Regions from separate parts of the Arachis hypogaea genome. Here region 1 is linked to region 2. A link is a contact called in public Hi-C data. All regions are on one chromosome and are shown on one strand. The core of a region is the stretch at or near the end of the contact, and the rest is flanking DNA. Distances in the headings are between cores, read along the strand shown.

The links. A called contact is a pair of places that touch in the nucleus more often than the background predicts.
Region 1: a contact with region 2 is called in a Hi-C map of leaf, with 2.4 times the contacts expected there. The contact joins the promoter of LOC112738290 here to the promoter of LOC112738288 in region 2. A contact is called at or near these places in 2 of 8 Hi-C or Micro-C datasets (both in leaf).

The regions. Positions count from the first base shown.
Region 1 is chr13:46,632,602-46,637,574 of arahy.Tifrunner.gnm2.J5K5, reverse strand. LOC112738290 (diacylglycerol O-acyltransferase 1C) reads right to left here and starts at 2,921. Exons shown (of 17, transcript XR_003169341.2): 1 at 2,347-2,921; 2 at 1,480-1,560; 3 at 1,239-1,312; 4 at 1,059-1,134; 5 at 809-876; 6 at 208-331.
Region 2 is chr13:46,454,660-46,460,155 of arahy.Tifrunner.gnm2.J5K5, reverse strand. It overlaps LOC112738288, which reads left to right and starts at 3,501. Exons shown (of 4, transcript XM_025788660.3): 1 at 3,501-3,993; 2 at 4,564-4,783; 3 at 4,893-4,951; 4 at 5,495-5,496. The coding sequence starts at 3,951.

The DNA.
Region 1 (4,973 bases), core at 1,672-4,171, 180 kb before region 2:
AATCCAACAGTAGAGAAAACTGAATAAGTAAAAGTGAGTGGGGATTACAATCTAACCAAGGGTTGTGGATTGAGTATCCACAAATAGAACACCAATTTGGATGTCCAAGTGGAAGTTTTCCAAAATGGTTCTAGATTGAGTGTCTAAAAATAGGATAGCAATTTGGATGTCGAAGTAAAGTTTTTCCAAATTGAAATTAAACATCACCTTTTCAATTGACAAGCTAAGTGATCTCAGATCATGACTTGTATGTGCATATGACACCAATTTTAACCATATAATGCATGCAACCATCATCAATGTGAGGCCTGATAAAAACGTAGAATCACAGCTGGACAAAAAAGCAACATATCCATAAGATACAATTGGAATATCAATATCTATGAAATGACACTTACCTGACCACATAGTTAGTTTATGCACCAAGTATATTTCTCTATCATATCACTTCTAAGAGAAACCACTATCACAAATGTGGTAAACCTTTCTCATTAAAACAGGGAATTTACCATGATCTTATATTCGGTTAAGGCTTGTATCGGTTACATTGAATAGTTAAATGCGTGATAGCTAAACTTCAACATTATCTGAATGAAAACTTAAGATGATGCTCAGCAGAAGAATTTTAAAACACGTCTCAAATAAAGCCCAAATTATTACATAATCTCATAGCTAAAACATCTTTATCAACTTAACCTCAAGCACACGAACTTTCACACACAAATCAATAGAAACTTTCATGATTGCAGCGTCACGAGAGTTTCTATTGGAAAACCCAGAAACAATTTTGAATTAACTCTATACTGACCTGAGAATTACTAGAACTGGAAACGAAATTTCTCCTGTCATAATGATTGTATGAAGTAGAAAAATAACCTGCAACATTCAAGTCAACACTACCAATTATTCAAATGTGGAAGATTTCATAACTGAAAATATGACACCACAAATAACCATACTCTGAAACTACTATTATTCTTATGACAATAAAAAAATTCATAAGTTTAACAAACATTTTTCTCCGTGACAATAAAAGCTTACCTGGGAGGATCACTTACCGGTTCACTAATGCGCTTTTTCTGTGCCAACTTTTCCACCATAAAAGCAGCAAGTGGAAATAAATTAAGACTAATACTGCAAGAGAATAATTAATATTGTTAAGCAATGTCTTAAGAACAAACCCTCGAAAAAGCTATACCAAATCAGTCTATTCTTCAAGAATTCTCCAAGCTCATTACCAACACATTAAGAGGGGCCAATCTCTCAACGATTTTGAACTAAACCAAAAGCCAGAATTTATCAACCAACCATACTGCAAAAACATAATACAGGAAAGAGATTTTAGAAAGGGAAAAGATTTTACTGGCAAATCAAAGACCACAGAATTAAAGCTGTGTGTCTTGCAGATGAATGCACATTCATATGTTGGAATTTCAAATCCTACAAGATAGACACTGAGAATAAATGGAAGTGGAAAACCTTCATTATATTCTCAATGATAAGTCTGCTGTTCACCGCGATAAGCACTACTACACAGAGATTGAACAGTCCTGCATGGCTCTGCAATTCAATTGACCTACACTTGTTAGTAACCAAAAGAAAAACTTACACGCGGCAGCAAAAGGAGAAACAAACATGTTAAGCAAAACAATAAGTTTGAAAAACCTGTTTCTCTCATTTATTTAACATTAAACACACAAATAGGTTTTTGCTTGCAACAAATACCCATAGGCTGAGATGAGGATGCTTTAGTTGTGGATGAGTGGCCATAGTCGAATGGACAAAATAAAGAACGAGGACATGAGAGATGAAGTTTGAGTGGTGCCTACCGTTGAAAATACTGAGGAATCTCACCTTAAATGGTCTAGACATGTTGGGGAAAAACCGGAGCATCCGGCCAGGAGGGTAGATTACATGTGTGAGATAGCCCAATGGTTAGCAATAGAAGGAGAGTAGCAGAAGAATTGTTGTTATAGCAATACGTATCCACAAGAGACGAGTAGCATGCAGCTAAAAGTGTCACTCCTACTACTTTATTGGTATATGTGGGTACAAACATGAAAATCCACAGCCACATACCAAAAAAACCTCAAAATATGAAGCAATTTAAATTTCACCATTTATGAAATATATCCTGATGGCACGATCTTCTGAACTGCTAAACTTGTAGTGAAAATTTTTGTCACCATTACAATGCGACGTGTTACCATTACAATTACTGAACACATTCCAATTTTTTTGTTCTTATTCTTCTTATCGTCAATTCACTGGATCAAGAGTAACAGAACTTCACATGCAGAACACAGATAAACCAAATCAGCGCCAAAAAAATGAAAAAGTAAAAACCTGTTTGAAAATGTTGCGGGAACTGAGCGGGCTGTCCTTGATTCTCCGGTGAACCGGAACTGAAGCCCGGTAAGTGAAGTTATCTCCGGCGGCAGCTCGTTCGCCGTCTTGGACCTCATTTCGGGAAGCATGATCCGGCGGCTTCCGGTCCTCCTCCTTCTGCTTCTGCTTCTCCTTCACCTTCTCCTCCCTGGCGGCACCTATCCTCTCGTTCAGTGAATCGTCGGACCCCGACGAATCTATCATCACAGCCTCAGCGGAAGCCGCAGCTTCGTCGAACATGTTGCCGCCGCTGGAAGCTACGCGGCTGTGCCTCCGCCGCAGCGAAGAGTGGTTGGCTCCGTCGCCGGCGACAGAAGTCTCATGCACATCGGAAATCGCCATCCGAAGGGACTAACCGTTTTGTTTCTTCACTGTTTCAGCGAAATACAATACTCGCCGAAACGGTGCGCGAAAAACAACTTATTCTTCAGATGCAGAAGACTGCGATTTTGCTTTATTTGTTTATTCGAATTTATACAAATAACTTTTATTTACGTAATTCTTTAGAAAATTTATTCTTGAATTGGAAAGTTAATTCAAAATCGTTTATTATCATTTACATATGACAATTAGCAAGTCACCAAAAAAAATGACAATTAGCACAATATGTATAAAATATACATAAATAAAAAGTTTTTCAGTTATATATTTATTCATGTCTTATTTTAATAAAATTTAGTATAAATTATTTTTAAATAATTATTTACACAATCAACATCATAAAAAATAATTATTTTTAGTAATGTATTATTATTTAATTAAATATACATATAAATTTAATAATACATTAAAATTAAATTTATAAATATATTATTATATTTCATTATAAATAATTAATTAGTATCCACGTAAGTGTATACAAAATTAGATTTATTATTATAATTTTTTTATCAAAAATAAAAAAATTTAAATCAATAATTTTTAAATAAATATAAAATAATTATGTCATTTAAATTATAACTCATTAATTATTATTATAAATTATAAATAGTTAGAATCATGTCATGATCAAATATAATAATTCCTACCAAAATAATTATAATAATAATCGTGTGTAGAAAGGGCAGGAATCGGAATCAATTAATAAGGAAAAGATTATTCGACTGAGAAGGAAACTTCGTGGCTTACATAGGTTCGTAACATTTTCCGTATAATAAATAAAACAATAAAACTCTACCTTTAAGTTATTTAACTAACTAAATTCAATCAAATTGATATAACCTAATTTAACTTCAAGCGCTACTATTTATCTATTTTTAATCTTTTGATTTAATATGTAACTATATATAACTGTTTTTTTTTTATGCAGATTTTTTTTTTTAATTTCTCAACTTTGTTTACATTTTTTATATTCTCTTTTTTTGTGTTTTTTTTGTTCACTATCAAAGTGATATGATTTAAAGATTCCGATCAAATTTTTTTAAAATCAAGCTGTGAAATCAAATTTAAATAAATATTTCGTTTTCGAAGACAATAAATAATATGAGTTCACACTGTGAATTGAACCAAGACGAATTAAATTATTGTTTTGAAACAAATCAAATGAATGAGGCTTGGTTTAAACTTTGTTAATGTAGTTCGTTAGTATTTGATATTCCAGTAGTTGGATAATTTTATTTTTGTTTGTGAAAAATGTGTTCATTGTTAAAGGTTTGAATTTGAATATAATGTAGAACTTTTTTTAATTTTTTTTTGTTGAATCTGTATTTGTTCCTGATTTCGGTGCATTCTGATATGAGGTTGTTTTAAACTGCGTTTGTTTATGTGTTGTCATCATTAAAAAATTTTGGTGCATTCTAAATTTAAATAAGGTGCACACAATTCAAAACTCTTATTCTTCCTCATTTTCTCGTCTTCTTCTTTTTTATTTTTTTTCTTCATCTTCTCCTTCTTAATTTATTTTCTTATAATTATTCTTGTTTTACTTTCTTGAGAGAAATAAAATCAAGAAAAAAAGAAAAAAAATGAATAATAAAATTCAGTCCATTTCTGCTAAGAATTTAATCCAATAAATGTGAACCTACATTCATTCAACTAAATAAGATTGCAATATAGTATAAACATGTTCATTCAAGTCTAATATGAGAAGTAATGTTACTAAAAGAAGAAATAAGAGCAACAGAAAAAAGAAAAAAAAAGAAGAAAAAATGCAGCATTAAAAAAATATTTTAGTACTTTTGTAACAAGTTTTCGATGCAAAAACTAAGACATTTATGTGTTATTGTTAAGAAATTTCAGTGTTATCTTTTTGATAAATTATGCACAATTTTTGGTGTCTTCTGCTTCGTTTTCTTCTTTTTTTTGTCTTTTTTCTTTATTTTCTCCTTATTATTTTATTTTTCATAATTTGTCTTGTTTTATTCTTTTGAGAGAAATAAAACAAAAAAAAATAAATGACTGCAATAACATGAAAAAAAAGAGGAGAAGAAGAAACAAAAACAAAATTCAACAACATAACAACAACACCAATAAAAGAAAAAGGAGAAGATGCATGAAGATAGGAACAGTTTTTCATATTCTTTGAGTGTGGCATGCAAAATGTTAGTGAAGCAGGCGTTTCATTTGCGTTAGTGAAGCGCGCGTGT
Region 2 (5,496 bases), core at 2,252-4,751:
ATCAATCAACAATCAATCATCTCATTCTCACACAATAATTTACACCACTTACCTCAACTTACCACATAGGGGATTCTTCATCCTATCACGGCCTCTGGCCCAATTTACACCAATCACAATATTCATACATCCAATTCTCAATTAAAACTTCAACATACATGCTCATTTTCATGCAACATAACACCAACATATTTCACAATATTCAATTGCAACCATATTACATAGCACTTCTCAATTCATCAAAAACTATTTTCACTCTCAATTTCACGCCAAAACACATCAACGAACTCAATACTTATACTAACCATTATTCAACTATATCAACAATTAATTCCATTCAACTTATCCTAGGGGCAAGTAATCTAGGTTTTTACATAACCTTACATAATGCCTACTCGAAACTACCACCTGTATATTAATGTTGCAATTCCAAGCTTCCAAGCTCTCCCTTCCAAGATTCCACCAAGCCAAGCTCCCAATCACCCAATCTAACATCATATTATACAATTTGACATAATATTAAAACTAGAATTTTCATAAATTGATAAATCAAGAGGAAAAAAGGGTTTCTTATCTTTACTCATTGAAATTGGTGATGGATACCACCAAGAACATAGGCTAGAGAATTCCTATAACATTAAAATCACCAAAAATTCTCAATACCCAAACAAAAAATGCGATTTCAAATGAGAAACTAGAGTTGAGATTTCGAGTTACTCACCAAACTAATCAAATAAAATTGAAGAGGAGGAGACAAGCTTCACGTGGCCGTAAACAGTGCGGTGATCGGAGCTCCGGAGCAAAAGTTATGGGCAATTGAAGTTGAAGGAAATTATGATTTCATCCTCTTTTCTCTCTTCTCTCATTTTCGTGTCTCTCTCACTAAATGGGGCATGGGAAAAAATGAGCTGAATTATTGAAGTGTAAGGCTTATAAGCCTTGGGTTTGGGCCCCGTGTCGCCCAATTTCATTTTCTTAGCTCGTTGGCCCAATTTTGTACCAAAACCTTTAAGATAAGCATTTTAATTCGCACGCTAAATATTTTTATTTTTTCAAATTATAAATGTTAATTCTCTAATCTTTTTTCGCTTTCATTTAATTTATTTATTAATTGTCACCTAATTATTTAATATTTTGCTGGGTCTTACAATAATCATAAAAATCAAAACTTTTAGAGACAGAAAGTTTAAAACTTATTAAAGATTGTACTAATTACTCTTGCTTATAATCTTGAAAAATTTTGACATATTATATGCTAAAATTGGGCTTAACCACCATTAAAGATTCTCTCAAATTCAACCAACCTCATACCATTTATTCTACCATTCTCCAACCTCAATTTAAATATCAATTTACATCATTCATTCTCATGCACAAAGCCATAAACTCAACACAATAATCAATCACTTAATTCCTTTTATTGAAATCAAAACCACACATTTATAGCTCATCGAGTCTTTGTCAAAATAACCATATTCAATTCTTCAATTTTAAACCAACCCAACATGATTAATTATGATTCAACTTGCACAATCATAAATATCAAAATAGATTCATCATTTTATAACACAATATTCTCAGCAAAAACCAACCATAAAACTCAACCAAATTCAAGTCTAAGTTATACTCATCTATTTTACCCTTATCTTCCTCTAACTTTTTGTCAATAACTAACCAAATATCAAGTTTATCTCATTCTTTATAAAATTTTTCAATCCTTAAGATAATAATTAACTAGCCTTTTAAACTTTAATTAATTAAATCTCTTTTCAAGTTAACTTTAATTACTCTATTTATTCTTTTGATTGTTAACCAAATCAAACAAGTTAACTTATCCCTAGACCTCATAAATTAACATAACCATACAATCTTTGATCAACCAAACTTTCAAACTAACTTCAACTCCATTTTAAGTTTAAGACTCTTCCAAAACATAATTCTTTAATTAGAAAATCAAATTAATCTCCAAGACAAAGTCTCTTGTCTTTATGAAAACACAACAATTGTCATTATCTTCATTATTCAATTCTATTCAAGACTTATAAAATTTTTGACAGAATCTCTCCTAAAATTCGGATATTTTCACCCTTCAAGGGTTCCATCTGACTCAAATCACTCTTAAATCCTTTTCAACCATTTCAAACACTAAACAATTTCTCAACATCAATATATATATTTTCTTATCTTAATTTATTTTTAAGTTATTAAATTTTTACACTTAGGACAACAAACAAGTTGTTCAGATCCTATCCAACCACTAAGAAGTTTCAAGTATTGTTACTAATTAATTTTATTATTACAGCATTTAAACCCTTTTTAAAAAGTCACAATAGATTTGCATGCATTATCAAAAATATTTAAACTCTTCAAGCATTATTTTCAACTTCTTCAACCTTTCATTGTTTCAGTTTTTCACACGTCTCTTTTTAGAAAGACACAATAGATTTGCATGCATTATAAAAAATATTTGATGATTTTTTTAAAAATAATTGTGTACAATATTTATGAATTTTTTTATACTTTTTTATTTGAGTTTTTATTTTTTTATTTTTTTTATTTTGTGATATTGGTAGTAGCTAATAGCTAGACTCTTCCACTTTTATTTGTTGATAAGATTTTTATAAATAATTTTTGTGTAAAATGTTAGAAATCTTAGCTTATGATTATGTTATGATTTCTTTTGTTTAATAAATATGTTTAAATTTTTGATATTTTTGTTGTTGTTTGTTTGTTCAGGAGGAGATCATCAAGCTATTTTAATGAAAAATTAAAGAAGAAGCAGAGAGGTTGATGGATTAGTTGGGAATGAAGAAAAACTAGGATAATAAAAGACATAATGATAATATATGGTGGTTGTGATTATTGTGAAGAGAAAGGATAATGAAAAAAGTGTTGGATGTGTTGTGGTAAAAGTATTGTAAGTGAAAATGTTCATAGAAATGTTATAAATAAATTAAAAGGTTAAAAAAAAAATTTACTTTCATTTCTCGCAAAATATGAAAAGTACTTTCGCAACCTTTTAAAAAAAAAAACAAAAAAAAAAAAAAAAAACCACTCTTGCGCTATTTGTGAGAGACTACCAGAATTTGATATTATATATTTTAAAAAAAGAAAAAGGACAAGGGAAGCCCCCGTCTATACGACGGCACATCACCACCCAATGCCATTTTGAGGCATTGCTCCATCCTATATACCATAAGCACATTTTTTGGCAGCTGTTCCATAGTTCGAAGACATTTTTTGTGGTTTATTTTTCTTTCTCTCATTTGTGCACTACTCTTAAGTCTATAAGAAAAAAGACCGCAAGTAACAAAAAAACTTTCGGACCAAACCATAAATTTTTGGTTTTTGGTCTTGGAGCTAGAACCTACATGTTAATCTTTTTGTGGTTATAGATCAATAAATTACCACAGATAACTAAATAAAGCCCAATAAAGTATCCACCAAAAAGGCCCAGGAAAGCCCGAATGATTGGTGAATTTAATTTTGTGGGCGCGGTGGCTGAGGCATGTGATGTAGTGGCAAAGATATTTGCCTCAAATGAAGCCACACCAAGTTCGAATCTTAGTGTAGTTGCTAGGTTTGCGGCTGTGAGTGTGTTGTATGAACAAAAAAAAAAAAAAAGAATTTTGTGAGCGCGTATATCCTCGTTAGCAGTGACAGGTTTGCAATCTGTTGAGTTGTCTGAATCAATCCGTCACGCCGTTTCTCAATCCCAGCGGATGGAAATGGATGACTTTGCTCAATCAACTGAAAGTCACTGATCTTCATTCATTCCAATCTTTTCCATGCGTTTGCGCTTTGCCAACTCACACTCTCTCACACACACCCCCCTTTTTTAAAACAAACTCCTCACATTAACAGCCACACCCTCTTCACACATTCTCAACTCTCTCAACAAACACACGCAAACATCCTCGTACTCTCTCTCTCTCTCTCTCTCTCTCGCAATGGCCGATTCTAATTCCAAGGATGTTGCCTACTCTGTATCAGGTGATCCCGCTCAATCACTCTTGTTACTCCCTTATTCATCACAACTAGTTCATATACGTATGTACATAGTTTTCGAGTTTCGACCATCTAATTAATATACAAAATGGACTCCCCAGTTTGAGTTTACATGTTGATTTTTGTATAAACTTGTGATTCCAATACCAACAAGCAATCCTTATTGCGTGATTCGTAATTTCATATACGTTGATCTTACTTTTGCTGTTTATTTATTTAGGTCAAATGGTGTTTAATTGTTCAGGACTTAGAGGGTCTCTCTTTTTTTTTTTATATATAATTGCAAGTTTTGGTTCTGGTTTCAACTTCTATTGTTAGTAATGTCGGTAGATTTGATTTTTATGTTTAAGATTACAAAAAGAAAAAACAAATGAATGGGGAAACCAGATGAGCAAATTTTTATTTAGCTATGAATTCAGAGAAAAAAGAATGAGCTATTTATCACTTTATGCGTAGAATTCATTGCAAATTTTGTTACTACATGAGCAATATGTGAAGTTTATAACAAATTCCCTAACTTTTGGATGGCTTTGTTATGATGTTTTCTGCTATCAGTTAAGGAAGAAGTTGATGCTAAAGTGCATTCTGAGAAGTCAACTTGTCATCATCATCGTAATCATAGCAGGGAAACTCATGGAGTGAATAATTGCATCGATGAAAACACGTCTTTGGATGATGTGAAGGCTCCAAATTTGTTTGAGAGAGCAAAGGAGGAGTTTCAAGCACTTGCTCAACTGTTCCATCAAAAGAAAGAGGCCCATGCTCATGATACAGGGTTTTCATTTTTCAAACCTTTCCTCGTTGTCTTACCATCTTTTTGTTTTCAGTTCATAATTGACTTCTTTTCTGCTGAGAGACTCTGATTTCTTGTTTTTGTGTTGTAGGGATGGAAATCAAATAGCTGAGTCAAAATTCAAACATGAAATCCCAAACTCTCCATCAGGTACATCACAAAATATGTGGGAAATGTTATCTTTTCCTTTGGTCATTTGGAGATTGTATAGATGAAAGAGAAATGCATTCTTTGAATTAGTGGTTGGTGAATGGTGACAACTAATATAAATGGTCTCATTAATTTTGCTTATTTGATTCTAGAGTTTTACTATGCAAAGTCATTTCTTTGTTTTAACAATGTTTTGGGAATCTTTCATATAGGAGAACAGTAGGGCCTATCAATTTATTATACGTTCTTGTTCCAATTCTTTGGATGCCTTAGTTATCTTGTCCAGGGATTATACGAATTTTCTGTTATATGTCTTGTTACTATGGACTACTAGATTTGATTTGTATGCTCTATCAATGTAATAAAATTTTATACAGATATCTAAATTATGTACTATGACGTCGACAAAAATGTCTGAAAATTAGTTTCATGCCCTTATAAAGGCTTTCCAATCTAGAGTTGCTGGTTTATATAAAAATAATAACATAGTTAAGGGTCAAAAATTTTGTTGCTTAGATGGTTATGAGCTATATTTTCTAATAGCA